2 separate regions of the Zea mays genome follow, and region 2 is linked to region 1. A link is a contact called in public Hi-C data. All regions are on one chromosome and are shown on one strand. Each heading gives the region's core, a stretch centred on a gene start, on an enhancer-like site or on the middle of the called end of the contact. The rest is flanking DNA. Distances are from core to core; before and after follow the strand shown.

Evidence for each region. Hi-C and Micro-C count contacts between places; a contact is called where the count stands out from the background.
Region 2: a contact with region 1 is called in a Hi-C map of leaf, with 4 times the contacts expected there. The contact joins the enhancer-like site here to the promoter of LOC100192587 in region 1. A contact is called at or near these places in 5 of 25 Hi-C or Micro-C datasets (ear, endosperm, leaf and 1 more).

What each region holds. Positions count from the first base shown.
Region 1 is chr3:9,471,548-9,476,800 of Zm-B73-REFERENCE-NAM-5.0, forward strand. LOC100192587 reads left to right here and starts at 1,388. Exons shown (of 10, transcript NM_001367078.1): 1 at 1,388-1,772; 2 at 1,928-2,164; 3 at 2,287-2,311; 4 at 2,453-2,542; 5 at 2,665-2,836; 6 at 2,994-3,067; 7 at 3,166-3,235; 8 at 3,346-3,417; 9 at 3,544-3,680; 10 at 3,761-4,424. The coding sequence starts at 1,520. The coding sequence ends at 3,842.
Region 2 is chr3:9,526,279-9,532,098 of Zm-B73-REFERENCE-NAM-5.0, forward strand. No RefSeq gene overlaps it. Among protein-coding and RNA genes, the nearest start is that of LOC103649667, 15 kb to the right of the region's middle. Within about 2 kb of position 3,728, at least 14 of the 20 cell types and tissues checked have an H3K27ac peak or open chromatin away from gene starts, as enhancers often do. A contact at or near this core is called in ear and leaf, where this site is marked.

The sequences.
Region 1 (5,253 bases), core at 138-2,637:
CGTGTCTTCTGTTAGTCGCCCGTGTGTACGTACCTATAGTTGCTGCTGGTTAGACCGACGACTGAAGTTTTGTACGTATGGAAGAGTAGTAAGCCATGTCGTTAGTTCCTTTTGCCGAGGAGGCGACGACGATCTCCAAGATCAGGATATGCATATGCTCCAGAGCGAACGCGAAAAAAAAAGGAAAAGCGTGCGGCCGGATCGGATATGTGCGCTGACTGCTACTAGCAGCACCGTACCAGTACTCGTCAAGAGGAATTAATTCAGCATCAGGCTCCTTTTGCTTTGTTCCATTCTACAGATCATCATCCATCCAGATGCTTTGCCTGCCTGACGTACGCTTTAGTAACTTGCTCTCTCCATTCTCCCTATCTAGCTTAGCTACAAACCCATCCAAACAAAGCTAGCTCTCTGCTGTGACAGCCACAGAAAAGCCATGCACCTCTCCAGTCCACCAGCACTGACTCCACCACCTGTCTTTAACCGTAACCGTCCCACCTCAAAGCTAGCCGCGCGCTCTGCTGAATTAATTGTTTCTAGGCAGCAGCAGCATTGCGTTCATGTCACGCACTGCCTTTTCTTTTCTTTTCTTTTTTCTTTTTCTTTTTCAGAGATGATGCCTTTAACCTCTTTACATATCCCTGTCAATGCAAGGGCGGCGCGCGCGCGCGCGAATTCATCAGATTCTAGCTATAGCTAATCTTTTTTTTTTCCTTCTTCCATCCGGCCGGCCGGTGCTTTATCTGCACCAAGGCCGAACCTTTTGACGATGCTTTTTGTTCTTTTTAGCATCTGAATTCGAGCACGCAATCGACGCTGCAATATTGTTAGCGCGGACTGTTCCAGCAGCAAGGGCACCGTTTTCTTGGAGTTGGAACCTGGCTCACGCAGCACTATATAGCTAGCTGTTAGTGCCAACTAAATGGCACAGATATATAGCTAGGACGAACACTGGGGTGTTTGAATATATACCTGAGCTAATAGTTACTTACTAAAATTAGTTGAAGATATCCAAATAGCTTTAGCTAATAGTTCAATTATTAACTATTTTTAGTAAACTAGCTAGCTAGTGTGAGCTAGCTAATTCCGCTAACAATTTTTTTAGCCAACCAAATACCAACCTACGTATGGCTGCCTAGCTAGTGTAGGATCATCGACAGTGCCGAAACAGGTGGTGGTGTTTTGCCCACAAAGCAAGGCAAGAAAAAAGCCGGTCTTTGGGGGCGAGCCGAGCCATGCTTTGGCGCAAAGAAACACATCATCGTTTTCGACCGGCGCCAGCCAAAGACGACAGGCGTACGAAACGAACTACGGCGGGTCGGGACGCACGCACGCACACCACGCCCCTCTAGTAGCTTGCGTGTGTCGTAACTCGTAGTAACTCATCTACTCTTTTTTTATTAATTATTGATTGCTTGTTTTGCTTACTACCTCTCTCTGGTCTCTGCGTGTCGGTGCATGCGATGCGTGCAGAAACAGGAAGAAGCTAGGAAGAAGGAGCGGCAGCTCGCGGTGGTAGATGACGCTTGGTGCTGGTGCTGGTGCCGCCGTGGCCGACATGGAGGCCGGCAGTAGCGGCGGGTCGTCCTCCGACGAGCGGCGCGGGCGGCGGGTCACGGAGGACTGGTGCTGCGCCTGCGCGGAGGGGCTCTTCCTGGGGCCGCCCAACCCGATGGTGGCGCGCTACCTGTACGCGCTCATCTTCCTCGTCACCAACCTCCTCGCCTGGACCCTCCGCGACTACGGCAGCTCCGCGATCGCCGGGCTCCAGCGTGCGTATTGATTTACTGTATACCTACCTACCCGTTGCCCATGCCCGTGCCGTGCGTGGGAGTTGGGACGCATCGCATCGCATTGCATTGCATGCCACCGGCAAAGCTGATGATCGATGGGCATGGCGTGTGTTCCTTGGTGCATGCGCATGCAGGGCTCAAGGTCTGCCAGGGCGCGCGCCGCCACTGCCTGGGCGCGGAGGGCGTGCTGCGGGTCAGCCTCGGCTGCTTCGTCTTCTTCGTCGTCATGTTCCTGTCCACCGTGCACACCAGGAAGCTGCACGACTGCCGCAACTCGTGGCACTCCGACTGGTGGCCGGCGAAGATCGTCCTCTGGCTCGCACTCACCGCCGTCGCCTTCCTCGCGCCGTCGCCGCTCGTCCAGCTCTACGGTCAGTAGTACTAAGACTCACACTCGATCCCGGCAAATCCAGATCTATATGACTATATACAGCCTTTTGATCTCGCTGACGACGACGATGCGCCTCCGTGTCGTTCCTCTGAATCTTTGCAGGGAAGGTGGCGCATTTCGGAGCAGGGTATGTTTCCGTGTTCTTCAGCTCAGCATATATCCAGGCTGGCTAGCCATGCATGCGTTAGCTCGTTGCTCCATAGATTATAGAGATGATGCATGGAAGACATGCGTATCCTAACGAGCTCGCATCATCGGAATGAAGCAGGGCGTTCCTGGTGATCCAGCTCATCAGCGTCACCAGGTTCATCATGTGGCTCAACGACTGGTGCCGGTCAGAGACCACCCAGAAGAGATGGTAGGTTCACTTCACTGTCGCCACTCACTAACTGCTCGATCGATACACGATCGTCCTCTCAGCTGCTGCTCCAGATGCCGACGCGACTCACCGTCCATGCGCATGCAATGCAATGCATGCAGCCACTTGCTGATCCAGGCGGTGTCCATCGCCACGTACGTGGGGTCGCTGCTGGGGGTCGTGCTCATGTACGTGTGGTACGCGCCCAGCCCGGCCTGCAGGCTCAACATCCTCTTCATCACCGTCACGCTGGTGCTCGTGCAGCTCATGACCTTCGTCTCCACGCGCTCCAAGGCAAGCAGCACGCGTACATATACATACATGCTCCGTGCTCTGAAAATGGTGGCGTTCATTCTCCACGGCTGGGGCTTGTGGAGACGCATACGTACGGCGGGCTGACCGAATCTTGTTCGTTGGTTGTCGCGTCCTCTTGCGTGGACGGAATTAACAGGTGAAGGCAGGGTACCTGGCGCCTGGGCTGATGGGGATCTACGTCGTGTTCCTGTGCTGGTCGGCGATCAGAAGGTGAGAGATGGATCTGAAATCCTGTCTGTCTGTCGGTCTGTACTGTGTGGCTGCATCGATCTGCAACTAACCAAATAAAAAACAAACAAACACGACAGCGAGCCGCACACGGAGGTCTGCAACAGGAAGGCAGAAGTCGCCACGAGCGCAGACTGGGTGAACATCGCGGTAACTACAGGAGCCAAAATAAAAAGTCCAGTACGCTACTGCTGTGCAGTGCACTAGTCTGACTAACGAACCGGCGTTTCTCTCCGTGTCCCTCTCGATCTGGCTGGCAGAGCTTTGTGATCGCCGTCGTCGTCATCGTGGCGGCGACCTTCTCGACGGGGATCGACTCCAAGTGCCTCCAGGTGCGCGTGCCCGCAACTCCCACACACTTGGGCTCAACAATGCTGTACTAGGTAGTGCGTCGCAGTGGCACGTACTGGAGCTGATCGACGAGAGTCTCGTCTGCTGCTGCCTGGGATCCCTCGCAGTTCAAGCAGGCGGAGGGGGAGTCGGAGGAGGACGACATCCCCTACGGCCTGGGCTTCTTCCACCTGGTGTTCGCCATGGGCGCCATGTACTTCGCCATGATCTTCGTCGGCTGGAACGCGAGCCACACCATGGAGAGGCAAGCGAGCTCGATCACAAAACGGGTATGATATGGTGGTCTGAATATGAATACGGTCTTATGCCATGAGATCGCCGCAGGTGGACGATCGACGTCGGGTGGGCGAGCACGTGGGTGCGCGTCGGCAACGAGTGGCTGGCGGCAGTCGTGTACAGTGAGTGACCCTCAACTCAACTGCCCTGCCCCTCTCTTGCTCGCGGCCCTCTCGGACCATGGCCGCCATGCATGCGCTGCGCTTACTGATGGATGAACGTACGGACCGACGAACCAACGAATGAATGAATGAATGCTTTTGCTTTTGTCGTATATACGCAGTATGGATGATGATCGCGCCCGTCATCTGGAAGACGAGGCAGGTGGGATCGTCGGCAGAGACGTGATGACGACTGAGCAGCTTTCACTACTGATATGCTGACGAACACTACCCAGAATTTACATATACATATACAGATCGACCCGAAAGCAAATGAAAGGGTAAAGGACGACAACGGGGAAGATGTGTGGTGCGAGCAAAATTTATAACTGCTATGCATCGCCGACAAATTAATTCGCATTCCTGGATGCACATGCACTGCTGCTCGGGTAGTTTTTTGCTAAAGCCCTGATCGGAGGAGAACGCTAATGGCTAATCCGTCTTGCATGCAGTGAAGCCGCTCCACTCGGTTGAGGAAGCGCATCGATCTCGTTGTACTAAATAAACCATCTCATCTCATCTCATCTCAAATACACATGCGGGGTTTGTTTGTTTGTTTGTTTGTTTTGGGCGGACCTGATGACAAAACTGTCTAGTCCGAGCAGCAAATATCCGGACTCGTACGTCGGCCTGAGGTTTGGATTATTAATTTGCTCCCCGGCCGCAGCTGTCTCACTGTCTGGCAAGGTGCCAGCATTTCCAGTACTGTTTTGCACTGCGCCATGGTCTTTTTGCCTGTCAGCATTAGTAAACTCATGATGGATTCGGTTCTTCTCGAAGTTTCGATTCGGTTATTTCGGTTTTTTTAAAAACTTCGGTTATCTAAAATCAATTCCCAAATCAGTAAGAATATTTTCGGTACTCGAAAAGTTTGGGAATCAGAATTTCAGTTTGGTTCTCGATTATGCTCGCACTACACCAAACATTTACCAATACGTTGAACTTGCAAATATTGATGCCATGCTTGCTGCGTTTTTGGGAGGCCACAAGCTGAACAGCTTCGCTTACAAACCAGCTAATGGGACCAAGGGTGGGATCCTACTACTCTGGAACGACACATTTATTGACCTCACCGACATTACTATCAAGCGTTTCTCGGTCTCGGCTACGGTTACAATCAAGACCTCCGGGGCCTCTTTCCTGATTACCGTGGTGTACGGACCTACACGCCGCAACCAAAAACTGACATTCCTTCGTGAGCTGCGTCGCCTCAAGCCTCCGGATGGCCAGAAGTGGTTAGTCCTTGGTGATTTTAACCTCATTTACCGTGCTCGGGATAAGAACAATCGGAACTTAAACCTTCGTCAAATGAGTCTATTTCGGACAACGTTAAATTTTTGTGAGCTTCGTGAAATCCGCCTTCAAAACCGAAATTTCACT
Region 2 (5,820 bases), core at 2,478-4,977, 57 kb after region 1:
AATCCCAAAATATAAGTCATTCCAAGATTCTTGGAGAGTTTTTCAAGTTTGACCAAATTTATACAATGAAGTAATATCATTTATGATATCAAATGTATACAATTAGATTCCCCATTAAATATATTTTCATATCTTCCTACAGTACTTTCACTTCAAAAAAATATATTTTCATACTATATCTATTTCGTGTCATAATTTTTTATAATTCTTGCCATACCTTAGTCAAAATTTAAAAACTTTGACTCTCCAAAAATCATGGAATGACTTATATTTTGAGACGGATGGAATATTAACTATTGTGCGTGCGCTACAGATGGCTGTCAAGCCCGCGGCTCGCGAGCCCGCCACGAAGCCCGCTATTTGGGTCTGATCTGAGCCCGGTCCAGTCCGGCTCTATGCGGGCTCGGGCCCAGCCCGACAAGGACGGCGTGCTGGGCTCGTTCAATGTTTTCGGCCAGTCGGGCTAGCCCGGGCACGGCCCGTTTCTAAACGGGCTCGGATTCGACCCGTTTAACAAGGCAAAGTTGCAAAAATAGCTATATTATTTATTTAAGGTCTATCATGTATTTGTGATATGTGTATTATTTGTAATATATGTTATTGTATTTAGTTATATTCTTCAATTATGATTTGTAAATGTGTTCAATTTTTTATGGTGATCTAATTTTAAGCTTAGTTTATCCGCTGGCGGGTTTGGGCCGGCACAATGTTTATTTTCGGGCCGAGCTTAACGGGCTGGCCCGATATGGTTGGGCCCATCCCGTGTCGAGCTCGTTCAGATAATTGAGCCGTGTCTCTTGTGTTGCTTTTATCTGTGATTGTTTTATTCACAAGAGCTCGCTTCATAGCAACTTGGTTAACTCGCACTAACACTTTTATAATCAAGTTTGTGGCTATTTTGTGTTTAATTTCACAGGATCACCTATTCACCCCCCTCTAGGTGCTCTCAGATAGCCCCTCGATCTAGAATCAGTCTTTTCTTTAGTCCCATGTTGTCTACGTTCTCTCTAAACATGTTGGATGGAAGACCTTTTGTGGCAGGATATGCTAACATCTGATGGATTTTGATACGCTCAACTTTAATAGTTTGGTCATGGATCATCTACTTAACAACATAACATGTAGTTGGCAGGCCCAATAGACTTATTGTTGTAGGAGTAAAATAATGTTAGCTCATTGTCATATTATATTCTCAATGATCTTTCTATGCTATCCACATACTAAAACCAGGTACATATTTCTTTGGTGATATACCCATACCACCTGCCCAATTAGCTTATACATTGCCATAAACTCGACGTGCATTGTCGACGATACAATAATCGTATATTTGCAATTATTCCAAGAAACACCCCTCCAAGAAGTATGTAGATATATCTAGAAGTGGAATTTAATGTATCAACACAACCTGCCCAGTTAACAAATGAATACTAAACTATCTCAAAGAAACTACAACTTCTGTGTGTAAGCATGAGGCCATTTGTTCCCTGCAAATATTTGAGAGAGTTCTTAACTTTTTTCCAATGCTCTATAGACAAAAGATAGGTGTTCCATCATGGAATATCTCCCCTTATTTGTAGAACTTGTTTGGCACAGCTTATTTTCAGCTTCTTCACATATTTAAGCAGAAACTGTGTCAAACAGGGAGCTTCTGCATTAGCTGTTTCTAAGGTGAACTAAAAGCAGACAATAAGCAGAAACTGGTTTTCACCGGCTAATCAGATAAGCTGCGTTTTCAACATCAGCTGTGCTAAACTGGGTCGTAGACAACAAATAAGCTTTTCGGTGTATGTGTCACCTAGGCCTTCTTGGGCTACATGTTTCTCAACACAAACAATTGCATGTAGGTGCATGCACTAGTATTTTTTTACTGCACATACAGGCCCGTCTAGTGCCTAGCACAACTGGGCCGATGGCACAGGGATAAAAATTGTTTGATGTTTTGCAAATTAAACTAAAGAACCTTGCTTTAAAATAGATAATATAAGAGAACAATGATATATAATAAATCAAATTTGAAAGAACTCATTTTAGATTGTTTTTATTTCTATATAGTATAGGTCATAAGACCTATTTTTATATTTTTGCACCGGCCCAAGAAAATAGGAGACGGCCCTGTGCACACACATGACTCATTTATGATTTGTTTGGTTTCTTTAGTCACCTTTCTGAATTTTAGGGACTAAACTTAAGTCCCTAAAATACTATGTCTGATTTTATCGACTAAAATTGACTAAAACATTATTCCTCCGTTCCAAAATATAAGTCATTCCAAAATTCTTGGAGAGTCAAAGTGTTTTCAAGTTTGACCAAATTTATACAATGAAGTCATAACATTTATGATATCAAATGTATACCATTAGATTTCTCATTAAATATATTTTCATACTATATCTATTTCGTGTCATAAATCTTTTATGATTCTTGCCATACTTCTGGTCAAACTTTAAAAACTTTGACTCTCCAAAAATCTTGAAATGACTTATATTTTGAGACAGAGGGATTATTAACTATTGTGCGTGCGCTATAGGTGGCCATCAAGCCCGCGCCCCACGAACCTGGCACGAAGCCCGTTATTTGGGCTTGATCTGAGCCCGTTCCGATTCGGCTCTATGCGGGCTAGGGCCCGTCCGTGCCAGGCTCGTTCAATGTTTTGGGCCGGTGGGCTAGCCCGCGCAAGGCCCATTTCTAAACGGGCTCGGATTCGACCCGTTTAATAAGGCAATGTTGCAAAAATAGCTATATCATTTATTTGTGACATGTGATATGTGTATTATTTGTAATATATGTTATTATATTTAGTTATATTTTTCAATTATGATTTGTAAATATGTTCAATTTTTTATGGTGATTTAATTTTAAGCTTAGTTTATACGCTAGCGGGCTTAGGCCGTCACGATGTTTATTTTCGGGCCGAGCTTAACGGGTCGGCCCGATATGGTTGGGCCCATCCCGTGCCGAGCTCGTTCAGATAATTGAGCTCGTTGGGTAGCCGGACCCGGTGCAGATAATTATTCAGGTCTAATCGTGTCGTGCTTAAACGGGTCGTGTTTCAACGGGTTCAGATCGTGACGGGCCGGCCGACCCATTTAGACATCTTAGCGTGCGCACTTAAAAAGGAATTCGATTACGTGCATGGGTCTCCAACCCTTGTGCGAACCTCTAAAGCTTATATTGTTAGCCATTATACTATCTTCAACAGCTTATCTATTATATTTCTCATATTATATTTTAAATTTTACAAGAACAGTTTATAATGTAAATAGAACATTGTTTTGGATGACTATAGATAAGCTGGACACGGTGCCACGGAGGGGAAGTGAAAGACTCGTCCGTCCTAATCCGTACGCGGGACCGAGATCCGTTCATCCCGATGGAGCCCCAATCATGCAGAGATGGCATGCAGTCCCTCCGTCATCATCAATCAGAACATACAATTCTGGACGAGGACGACGCATGCGCAGCGCGACCATCGGATGATGAGATATAGTGTAAAAATCACACACCGTGCCCTGCCCGGCCGGTCGGCATCTGCAGTGCCGTTGCCGAGACGTATTATTATTAATTATTATCCAAACAGCTAGACCGCCTCGGCGGTTCGTGTTCGTCACGGCGCACGTCACGGACGACGGCGACGGCGACGACGTCCCTTGCCGCCGTCGAGTCCGCCGGCCTGCCTGGCTGCCCCGATCCAATCATATGCTGTCTGCAGGCTAGGCTAGCTAGCTAGGAGCCACACGTGCGGCAATGTAGTATAGTATATTCGGAGCAGCATCTATATGCAACTCACGGAGATGTATGAGGTCGGGCGGATTCCGTCGCCTTCGCCGACGATTGGGACGGGGCGGCGGGCGGCGGCCCTGTTGTTTTGTTGCTAACTATACTAGCGGACTAGCTAGGTAGGCCAGCCGCCGCAGCCCGCAGCGGGAGTTCGGAGTTCTTTTCCTTGTCCGGTTGTCCCTGTGCGCGCTCGCCTGCCTTCTAGAGCATGGCCGCGACATCGATTGGTATTACTTAATTTAATTTGTTGGGATCGAATCAAAACGACTAGTAGATCTCTGGGTATCGCAGTATCGTATTTTGAAGGCATTTACCAACTGTGTTAGGGCTCACCTACGTTATAATCCTAGTGATATGCATCTTCAGACTCCATCCAATGCAACGCAACGCATGGGGCAAAATCTTCTCTCTTTGTTGCGCGAGGAGAGACGGTGAAAAATGTGACAAAGAACAACTAATCCAATACAATGTATCTATGTAGTAAGCGCCTCCCCGCGACCTGATGGGTTTAATACTAACTTTATCAAAAAATGTTGGCCGATTATTTCACAAGACTTCTATGACTTATGTGATCAATTTTACCATGGAGATGTTTGCCTTCGAAGCATTAATGGCTCTTATATTGTCCTGATTCCGAAGAAGGATAATGCCAGAGTAGTGGGCGATTTCAGACCAATCTCTCTTCTGAATAATAGTATGAAAATCATTACTAAGCTGCTGGCTAACCGGTTACAGACAGTGATGACTTCCCTTGTCCACAAAAATCAATATGGCTTCATCAAAGGAAGAAACATTCAAGACTGCCTGGCCTGGGCTTTCGAATATATTCATCTTTGCCATATTTCAAAAAAAGAGATTATTGTGCTCAAATTGGACTTTGAAAAGGCGTTTGATTCTCTAGAGCATGAGTTCATTCTTCAGGTATTGCTGCACAATGGCTTCGGCCCCAGATGGATAAACTGGATTAGGGACATTCTTCGGTCTGGCACGTCTTCAGTTCTTCTTAATGGTGTACCTGGGAAAACTTTTCACTGCAAGCGTGGGGTCAGGCAGGGTGATCCCCTCTCGCCTCTTCTTTTTGTTCTCGCGGCAGATCTGCTTCAAAGCATCATAAATAAAGTGCGGCGGCAAAACTTGCTCAAGTTACCATTGTGTAACACCCACTTTGTAATTGCTAGGAATAATACCAGTAGAGGAACAATTTCTCTTTATGTGAGTTTGATCTTTATGCATCATCTTATGTGAACATCATGCCCAAAAACAATTAATAAAAACATATACTACCAAATTATGCATCATGCTCGATTTTATTCTGTGTGCATTTTGTGATAACATATAATAATGTGAAAAATGTTAAATATCCAAATGGGAAATTAAATCCTAAAAGAAATTCTAAAATTTGGAAAGAAAGAAAGAAAAATACTATGCAATACAAAAAATAAAACTTATAAATAGATAAATTTATTCCACAATGATTTATCCAAATCATATACTCAGAAAATTTGAGTACAAGTTCGTCACCAATTTGAAATTCAAACTTAGATTCAAAAATAAGAGAAAAGAGAAAGAAAACAGAAAAAAATAAAAAGAAAAAGGGAAAAAGGGCTACATGGGCCGACTGCGTCATTTTCGGCCCAGTGTGCAAATCCTCAATCGCGCGGCCCTGCTGGTCATCCCACGCGCGCCGACAGGGCGGGCCCACTCGTCTGCCGCTCACTCGCGCCCACGTTGCCACTCATCCACTTCCGTGCGGGACCCGGTTGTAAGCCTCCCTCTCCTCTCCCCTTTTCTGCTTCTGTGTGGCTGGCGGGTGGGACCTCTCTGTCATCCGCGGCGACCAGTTCTCCCCTACCATCGCTTGCGCGCAACGTCCGCAGCGATTTCCTCGGAGCCGGCTAGCTCATCAACCCCACCTCGGCCACCATCCACGCCCCTATTTACTTCCTGGAGCATATCCGCGCCGTCTCGAGCCCGGCGCGGGGTCGAACCAAGCTCACCCGGCAGCTAAATGGTGGACCCGCTTCCACTGGAGCGTCTTCC